Linked DNA regions of Zea mays: all the other regions are linked to region 1. A link is a contact called in public Hi-C data. All regions are on one chromosome and are shown on one strand. Each heading gives the region's core, a stretch centred on a gene start, on an enhancer-like site or on the middle of the called end of the contact. The rest is flanking DNA. Distances are from core to core; before and after follow the strand shown.

What was found. Hi-C and Micro-C count contacts between places; a contact is called where the count stands out from the background.
Region 2: a Hi-C map of tassel shows a contact between it and region 1, with 5 times the contacts expected there. The contact joins the promoter of LOC100192754 here to the promoter of LOC100279824 in region 1. A contact is called at or near these places in 4 of 25 Hi-C or Micro-C datasets (ear, endosperm, leaf and 1 more).
Region 3: a Hi-C map of tassel shows a contact between it and region 1, with 5 times the contacts expected there. The contact joins the promoter of LOC100276220 here to the promoter of LOC100279824 in region 1. A contact is called at or near these places in 7 of 25 Hi-C or Micro-C datasets (ear, endosperm, leaf and 2 more).

What each region holds. Positions count from the first base shown.
Region 1 is chr1:206,119,480-206,122,356 of Zm-B73-REFERENCE-NAM-5.0, forward strand. It overlaps LOC100279824 (GDSL esterase/lipase LTL1), which reads right to left and starts at 1,495. Exons shown (of 1, transcript NM_001152779.2): 1 at 1-1,495. The coding sequence starts at 1,381. The coding sequence ends at 227. LOC100282211 (Grx_S12 - glutaredoxin subgroup I) reads right to left here. Exons shown (of 5, transcript NM_001368943.1): 5 at 2,051-2,271. The coding sequence ends at 2,195. It also overlaps a transcript of LOC100275585 not described here.
Region 2 is chr1:206,310,964-206,314,030 of Zm-B73-REFERENCE-NAM-5.0, forward strand. LOC100192754 (7-hydroxymethyl chlorophyll a reductase chloroplastic) reads left to right here and starts at 1,437. Exons shown (of 17, transcript NM_001137952.1): 1 at 1,437-1,694; 2 at 1,802-1,886; 3 at 2,366-2,474; 4 at 2,728-2,812; 5 at 2,911-2,952. The coding sequence starts at 1,483. It also overlaps the pseudogene LOC103645220.
Region 3 is chr1:205,873,518-205,876,467 of Zm-B73-REFERENCE-NAM-5.0, forward strand. LOC100276220 reads right to left here and starts at 1,455. Exons shown (of 11, transcript NM_001150061.1): 1 at 1,178-1,455; 2 at 985-1,074; 3 at 629-724; 4 at 459-534; 5 at 276-356; 6 at 48-133. The coding sequence starts at 1,243.

The sequences.
Region 1 (2,877 bases), core at 245-2,744:
TACAGTATACTGGATGAATGATGAAGTACAACTCGTTTTTATTTCAGATTCTCAGCAGGAAGCGTACTAGTACTAGCCACTAGGGCGAAATGCATGCTACTAGATGTATGATGTGTCATATCGGAGTACAAATACTGATGAACTGCCAGCCTGGGGTTCGGATGGGTGCATAATATATGATAGAATATGAATGTGGTCTGTTTTCATATGCTGTATCGTGTTTTAGCTAGTTGAAGGTGGCGGCGGCGCGGGCGTCGACGGCGAGGATGGTGCTGAGGTTGAGCGGGTGCATGTACTCCTGTGGGCCGTCCATGAACTGGCTGACGATGATGCGGTTGGCCTTCTCCGTGGGGTGGAAGTTGTCCCAGAAGGCGTAGACGCTGCGGTCCGGGCAGACGCTGGACGCGGCGGTGCAGAGCCCCACGCCGTTGTATGGTCCCTGGCCGCAGCACGCGACCTTGGAGGTGACGAAGCCGTAGGCCGCCGGGTCGGAGATGAAGTCCATGTGCATCCGGTAGGCGTTGACGGCGACGAAGACGTCGGCGCCGAGCTCCGCGTTGACGCCCTTGATCATGTCCACCAGCTGCGGGTTGTAGAGCGCGGCGGCGCGCTGCAGCTCGGCGTCGCACTCCCCGTCGCGGCTGCCCCGCAGCGCCAGCTCGGCTGGGGCGCACCCCAGCGGGCCCGACCCCGTGACCAGCACCCGGCGCGCGCCCAGCGAGTAGAGCTGCCGCAGCACCTTGGCGTACTCGGACACGACGTAGCGCACGTAGTCCGGCAGCGCGAACTCGCGGGACCGCGCCGAGAAGGGCACCAGGTAGTAGTTGTTGATGAAGTCGTTGCCGCCCAGGGTGACGAGCACGAGCGCTCCGCGGACGAGGCGCGCGGCGGCGTCCTCGCCGACGAGGCGGCTCAAGCGGTCCTGGTACTGCCGGAAGTAGCGCAGCTGCTTCTGGACGCGGATGATGTTGGCGAACTGGACCCCCGTGTCGTTGAGCACGCCCACGCCCGCCGACGCGAAGTTGGCGCCCACCAGCAGCTTCCGCCCGTCCAGGTGCGGGCTCAGGTACGGCAGCGCCGGCTCCGCGCCCAGGTACTCGCTGATGATGTCCGGCACGTTCTTGCCGTTGGAGAAGCGGCCCGTCGCGCGGTGCGTCGGGTAGTCGAGGCCGTACGGCGGCGAGTCGGCGCGCGCCGTCGTGGCCAGGTAGTTGTTGTTGCCGCTGTCCACCAGCGAGTCGCCGAAGACGAAGAAGGCGCGGGGCGGGGTCGGGGTGGCCGTGGCTGGGCGCACCTGCAGCAGCAGGAGGACGAGGAGGAAGCACGCAGTGGCTGCGACGAGCCTGCCACGGCTACCTGCTGCTCCTGGAACGGAAAGCATTCTGCTGCTGCTTCTTCGCCGCTGCTCTGCTCAGCTGCTGCTGCGGGACGCCTATATAACAGGAAGAAGATAACGGGGAGAGTGGGATGATCAATAGTATACGGGCTGATGGAGCTGCTGCACTGCATTCCATGGCGAGGGTCCCTATTTATACCGCATTTCAGTAGGCAGTCTAGTGTTCCAACGATCTGTCCATGCACCTAGGGTGGGCGGTGGCATGGAAATTGGCAGCAGCACCGGTCGGCCCTTTGGGGGATGTTCAACCACACTGCCTGAGTCTTGTGATTGCAACGCTACCTGAAGAAGAAAAGAGAGTACTGCGAGTCTACTATTATCCTCCCCCCTCCGCCTGTAACTGTAACCGCGGCTGCCTACACACCGCTCTGTCCTTGCGTAACAAACCCTACACCACCCCATTTTTCAGGCCATTCATTTTCGGGCTTCGGCAGTGCTGGTATATTTACTCCAAAAATCACGGGACGGGCAGTCAAACTCCCCACAAGTGACTGGGGCCTGGGGGTTTCAGCTACCCGATCTTGCTCCACGGCACATGACGGGCCGCACATCGTTTGCGTTGCAATATATGCGCTTGGGAAAAAATAGACAAAAATTGCCGAGGACACAAGATTTGCGAGCTCGTTCCCTTCTTTTTCTAGCAAATTGCATATATACGGTGGTCAAATTCAATGATTTAATCGGAGTACCAAACGAAAATGTGTAAATGACACCAGTGTTTGTCATCGCACATGTTAAAAAAAGAAACTCAATACAGTGCTGCCCAAGTCTCGCCCAATCCTTGCAGAACATAGCTTGTCATGAGTTGTCAATGTTGATATCCAGGTCCGACAGCATGCTAGCTAGCTCCCCCTTGCGATACAGCTTCACGGTATCTACGACATAAAAAGAGGGCATAAAAGTATCAGCAACCAACGACAACATTTTTTTTAAAAAAAATCATTTCCTTTTCTACAATAGAAAAAACAGGGTATTGTGACTTTAGCACTTGCATTGCAGTTGCAGGCTTGCAGCATGCTCTGGCATATGCCAAAAAGCACAGGAATTATGCATAATTCTTGCTGACTCACAGCCCACCTTGTAATGCAGATGCAGCCATAGCGCAGGTATACAAAGCAAAAAATTCTCAAGATGGACGGTCTATAGTATATTTCTAGAGATGACCATTTGCTTTCATTATCTTTCTAGTGTTATGCATAGCAGATATTTAAAATGGATGGGCCTTGGCTAGTTTTAGAAGGGTATATGCATCTTTGGCTAAGCCCAATGGCAGCAACTGGCCTCTCAAATACAGGGGCAAAGCTACGATGACTTGCACAGGTGCAGATGCACCAGAGTGAAGGGGAAAAGTGCTAGTGGTTTGACTCAGTTTTACCATTCTGGTACTTCTACAATTGTACACGTTTCGTGTTTGAGGATAATTGTATAGATTTCTTTATATAAACAATAGAGGTTAGGGTGCAAATACACTCTCATCTAAT
Region 2 (3,067 bases), core at 187-2,686, 190 kb after region 1:
TCGGCTAGGGTCACCATTGTTAAGGCCGCCGCTGCCAAGGTCTACTTCACTATGAGGATCAAGTGGTCGCGCAACGGGACGCCTATGAACAAATGTGTTTGCTGCACACCGAGATGGACAAATGGTTGCTTTCAGTTGCAGGAATAAATTCTGCAGTCATTAGCTACCTGGGAGATCTGTGTGCATTGTACATCATGTGTTTTGTGCTTCGCTGTGAGAATGTGTAACACATGGAAGGATTCAGAATCTGTGCCCATTGCATATGATATATGTCTCGTGTCAGATTTTAACTACAAAACATCTGAAGCAGAGCTCGAGTTAGCTCAAACAATCTATCAGATTTTAAACTGAAGAGTGAAATAACATGCGAGAGATGAGTTCACTGGCAAGCTATTGCTCCATATATACGTGGTGGACTGGAATCGCGTGATGTGTGCTGATAGATTCTGCTAAGGCAAAAAAGAATGCTTAGTTTTTCTGGTTTCAACGTAGATCATCTTTACCACTTTATGAACAAATTAGATAAAATTACTACTTTATGCAAAAATTAGGTACAATTACACATAAATAGTGGTCATCTTTACCACTTTATGAAAAAATTAGATAAAATTACTACTTTATGCAAAAATTAGGTACAATTACACATAAATAGTAGTTTGGGCCTTTATTGGATTTACATCCACACCCATCTAACCAACAGAAGATATATATTTTGTGTTTTGTAAAACAAAGTCTATCAATAGGTAGTGGTTTGAATATTTGTTTGTTGTACATCCACCTTCATCTAACCAACAGAACCCACATGTTTTCGTGATTTGTTAAAATAAAGTCTAATTGTTTGATATATAGAAACCGTAACAACGCACGTGCAATTAGCTATAATAAGATTACATATTTATCTCGCCAATATAATAGTTTTACAGTGATATTTTGCCACATAGATTTTGCATATCATAATGTTGTTTATCGTTTCGTATCTATGTTTTATACTATTTTTTTTACTTTCGTAGCAACGCATGGGCATGAACCTAGTCATATATATGATCGCGTAAAAAATTATTTTATATTGTATACTACTGTTTATAAGAGTTAAGTTTAAAATAGCGGTTGAGATATGAGATATGATGAGTAAGGTGTTGAAGACAATCTAAGAGTACGGATCGTCGTCCCACCAAAAGGAGGGACTACGAAGTAAAAAAATACATATATGGGCGGCATAATTTCTGTTAACTTTTTATCCGGGGTATAGTGTTGAATTTTGAATATTTTTAAATATGAAAACCAAAAAGATGCACTATGCATCGATGGGTGGACATTTTGCAGGCTCCGAATTTTCCTCAAAGGGTGGACATGAGCCGAAATTCATGAGGTGGCCCAGTAACAGTAGTTTCTCTTAAAGGCTCAAGGCATGACTCCTCCATCTCCACTCGATCCTCCGTCTTATCACCGGTGAGGTACTGAGGTGAGACGATCTCCGCCACCATGGCCTCCAGCACCTCCCTCTCCCTTTGCTTGCACGCCTCGTCGCCCTCGTCCTCGTCTCCTGGACTCCGCCGACCCTCCCTCGCCTCCTCCTCGTCCTCCAGGTCCGAGAGAACGCGCAAGATCAGGGCCAAGGCGGTCAGGGAGGACTGGAGGCAGAAATCCAAGCCCATCCCTCCTGGCGCCGTCTACCCTGCCAAGGACCACTGCAGGTATATGCCTGCTGTGCTGCGCATTTCTTTGTTTGTTTGTGTGTTTATGTGATGCGAATATGCGATGCTTACCTCTGTTCCTATTTCTACTCGTATGGCGATTCAAGCCGTTGTGGGCTCTGCGACACATACTACGTTGCGCATGTCAAGACTGCCTGTGCCTTCCTGGGAGACGGCATGTCCCGTGTCGAGGTCACCTCCCTTCATCTTCGCATCACATCACCTGCCTAGAACGGCTCAAACAGTTTGCTGAATGAAAACAAAAATGATCGTCTGATGTTTGATCAAGCCATGGGCTGCAGTGCTGCACGCAGTTACTCCCTCCGTCGAAAGTTATAGTTCAACTTTTCTAACTCTGACCAAGTTCATAGAGACCATCTACAATATCAAAATGATTTCATCAATTTCTTCGTGAAAAATGTCTTGATAGTTTATTTGAACATATACAGAGGGAGTATATTTTTTTATAAAATACTTAGGTCAAGTCAAAGTTAAAAGAAGTTTTGATTTAGAATAAAGCTAAAGTGAACTATAATTTAGACCGAGGGAGTAGTAATGCTCGACATGAATTCTACACTTTGTTTCAGTGAAATAAAGCGGGGAACTCTCCTGTTTCCTAAAAAAAGTTGACACAAATTTACAGATGCCAACACTCTCCTCACTATATTTAGGATCTTGAGCGACAAGTCCACGGGAGAGGCCGGAAGGAAGGCATGGATGAAATGTACTTTGGAGTCTATGACCAACTCTTGTATGCCAGGAAGACCGAACCTGTTGAAGGTACTAATTACCTTTTACAAGTTGTTCTTATCCTTCAACAACCGCCTGCATCCATCTAAGGAAGCACACATATGCAATATACCAGTCTTGTTCACTGCCCTTCCATAACAAACCGAAACCACATACACCTCGAATGTTGCATCTTATTTCCTACACTATCTTGATATACTCAACAAACCTTTGTTAGACAAAACTGTACCCTGACGACTTATGTTTTGTACCCTGTAACATATATGTGCCTCACATGCAACAGGAGCCCAGTGGACGGGAATAGTGACAACAATCGCTGTCGAGATGCTGAAAGCAAACATGGTTGATGCTGTGGTTTGTGTACAAAGGCACCCAAACAAGAATCAAATGCCACATCATTCTTTCTCAGTGCTATGCACAAGCATTACCACATGGATTCAAATAATGTTTTTTACCCCCTCTGCAGTGATCCTGACGACAGGCTTGCTCCAAGACCTGTTTTGGCCAGGTATTGTGAAACTGATGGCTTTCAGAATTGTCCTTTATGGCTTGTGTATAACACTCCTTGACTGGATATACTTTTGCAATTCCAGACTTTCTGTAACTATTTTGAGCTTAAACTT
Region 3 (2,950 bases), core at 205-2,704, 250 kb before region 1:
TTTGTAAATAGAAATGTTATACATCAAACTGCATTTGTCTTGCTTACCAAGCTGGAAAGTTCATTATCAAGATAATCTGATCGAGAGAGATCTAGAGATTCATCTGAATGAATGACAATTAAGTCATCCTTATCTGTAAAGTAAATAATGGATAAAAAGAATATATCAATAACAACAAGATAAGAACCCAAGAAGTGGGGCATCCAGGTTCAGAAGTAGAGCGAGAGAGAGATGTACAGATCCACTATAAGAAGCTGCAAGATAGACAGTTAAACCTGTAAGCCCTGTATCAGCGATGTTTGCACCTTCAATCCTGGTCTTGAAAATGTTGCTGCCTTCAGATACGAAGCTAGGAACTGAGACCAACACACAAGCAGGAGGGGAAATTTAGTTGCTAGTTCACAATGCACAGAAATTCGCAAATAATGATACAAAGCATTCCATAACAACTGGCATACCATTGAACCCATCAATTTGCACGAGGAAAACAGCACGCGGTCTATCAAATGGATTAGGAAGAAGAACTTTGTTCAACTGAAAATCGAAAAACAAAGGCTGAGACATTCTGGCAGAGGGGGGGGGGGCATGTAGAGGTTAGCTGGTTCCAGCAGGATGAAGTTTAAATAACCTTCGAAGAAGAAATAGCTGGTAGGGATGTTGACGGTGCGAAACCAAGCAAGACAGAAACAACCGCAGAAACTTCATTTAACGACATTGAAGCGTCCTGCAGTAACACGATTATATGTATATTAGCCAGCAAAGTATGCGATCACAGAAGGGGAGGTCTGTAGTGGTGTATGTCAGACTAAAATACCCAATGGTAACTAGTGCTTATAAGCAGTAACTAAACTAGCTACATATCCAATGGTCGTTTCAAGGGAATAATTCAAGCATGACGCTCAATGGCAAAACAGATCTAAGCAGATTCGTTGGTTCCTCTTTTCCTCCTAAAGAGAGCTTGAATGGGGAATTTTGGTACGGTACCTGGTGGTCGGCTTGCTGGTCCCGAAGGTAGCGGTGCGACGAGGCATCGATGAAGACGGCGGAGGCTTTTCCATGACTCTGCGCCTGCCGCTAAGATGGGACACGACACAAGAGATGAGCATCACCGTCAGGGGCAGGTGAAGACACATCGGAAGGGAAAGAGGAAAAAATGAAGAAGAAAGTAAGATCTTACCGCAGCAGCAGCAGCCAAGGCAAGTAAGACGGAAAGGAGGAGGAGGTGATGGCGGCAGCGTGCCATGGCCACCGACCTTGCTCGAGAACGATCGGATCGCCGAGTGGCAGCAGCAAAGATTGGATCTTGAATTGATGAGGCGACGAGGGAGGAACGAGAGGGGATCGAGGAGACACGATGACGCCACCACCACGGGCATGCTACGCTGGGCCAATTGTTGTTATACTTGTACAACGGGCCACGCCCTCGCCGCTGGGGAAGGCCCAGCCAAGTATGTTGAAAGAGGCCGGCGTTGTTGTACTCCTCCGGCAACACATATATTCACATGTTATCAAAAATTGCTCGTGCGCTTGCGACGAGGCATAAATTATTTGATAATATATTTCTATAATTCTATTAAATAATTAGTTCTTAAACATAAAGGAATAAATTTATGAAAAAAATTGACAAAGGTTATTTATTGTGTGGGTGTTTTTATTTACAATCTGATAAAAAATAGGCAGGCAAACGGACCTACGAGCACAAAAGAGTGACTGGTGTTAGTCCAAATTCACTAATGCATCCCACATCCCAGACTGACCGAAGATATATGTTCTATTTTAGGTCAATAGAAACATGTATTGGAAGTTTCTTGCGGCGGGCAATGCAGGACTCTAGAATGCGAGAGAAAAAAAACAGATCTACGCGTTTCGCGTGTGATGCACGGTGACGATGGAAAGATGTTTTATAATAGTAGAGATAGAGATATCTATCAAAATAGTTTGGGTTTTATTAAATTTATGGTAAATAGTATCCTTATGTCACTAAATTGTTTTATTATAAAAATAGTCTTTATAATTAATTTAATAATACTTAGTTTCTATAAAAAAATCTATTTTTGTATAAATTTAATCAAATTTGATGTATTTGGTACCTTAAAAAAGAATTATATTCTTTTCTATATGGAGGATCTACCTAACTTCCAATTCTATACCATGCTTTGCATATACTTTGAGGTTGGAATAAGTTCCCTGTTTGTTTTAGAGTAACAGATAGTCTATAAGATGAATAGCTAAGAGATGAGGTGGAGAAGCAAACCTAGAAGCCATGGGTAAGACACATGTTTCAGACTTTTGAATCTCACACTAAGAGCATGTTTAGTACTGCTTCATGTCCTAACTTCAGTTTAGCTTTAAAAATAGTTAGCCAAATATCCTCCACTTTATGAACTCAGATTCACCAAAAAACTTGAAGCCAGGGGCAACTTCACGCTTTTCTTGAAGCGAACTCAGATTCACCAAAAAACTTGAAATCGGGGGGCAACTTCATATTTTCTTGAAGTAGCAAGAGAGGTACTTCATATTTTAGAATTATAGACCTTCTCATAAAGTTAGAGTAAAATTACCTAGCTTTGCCATTACTGAAAGGGAATTAGGCTTACACCTATATTCCTAAATTGATTTTGGTGGTTGAATTGCCCAACACAAATAATTGGACTAACTAGTTTGCCCAAGTCTATAAGTTATACAGGTACCAAAGGTTCACAATAAGCCAATAAAAAGACCAAGTAAAGGGTTCAACAAAAGGAGCAAGGGACAACCGAAGGCACCCTGGTCTGGCGCACCGGACTGTCCGGTGCACCACCGGACATGTTCGGTGCACCAGGGTTCTCCACGCGCTGAACTCCTCACCTTCGGAAAAGCTCAGAGCCACCGCGCTATAATTCACCGGACTGTCCGGTGTACACCAGACAGTGTCCGGTGCTCCAAGGGGACGCGACTCTGAACTCGCCAG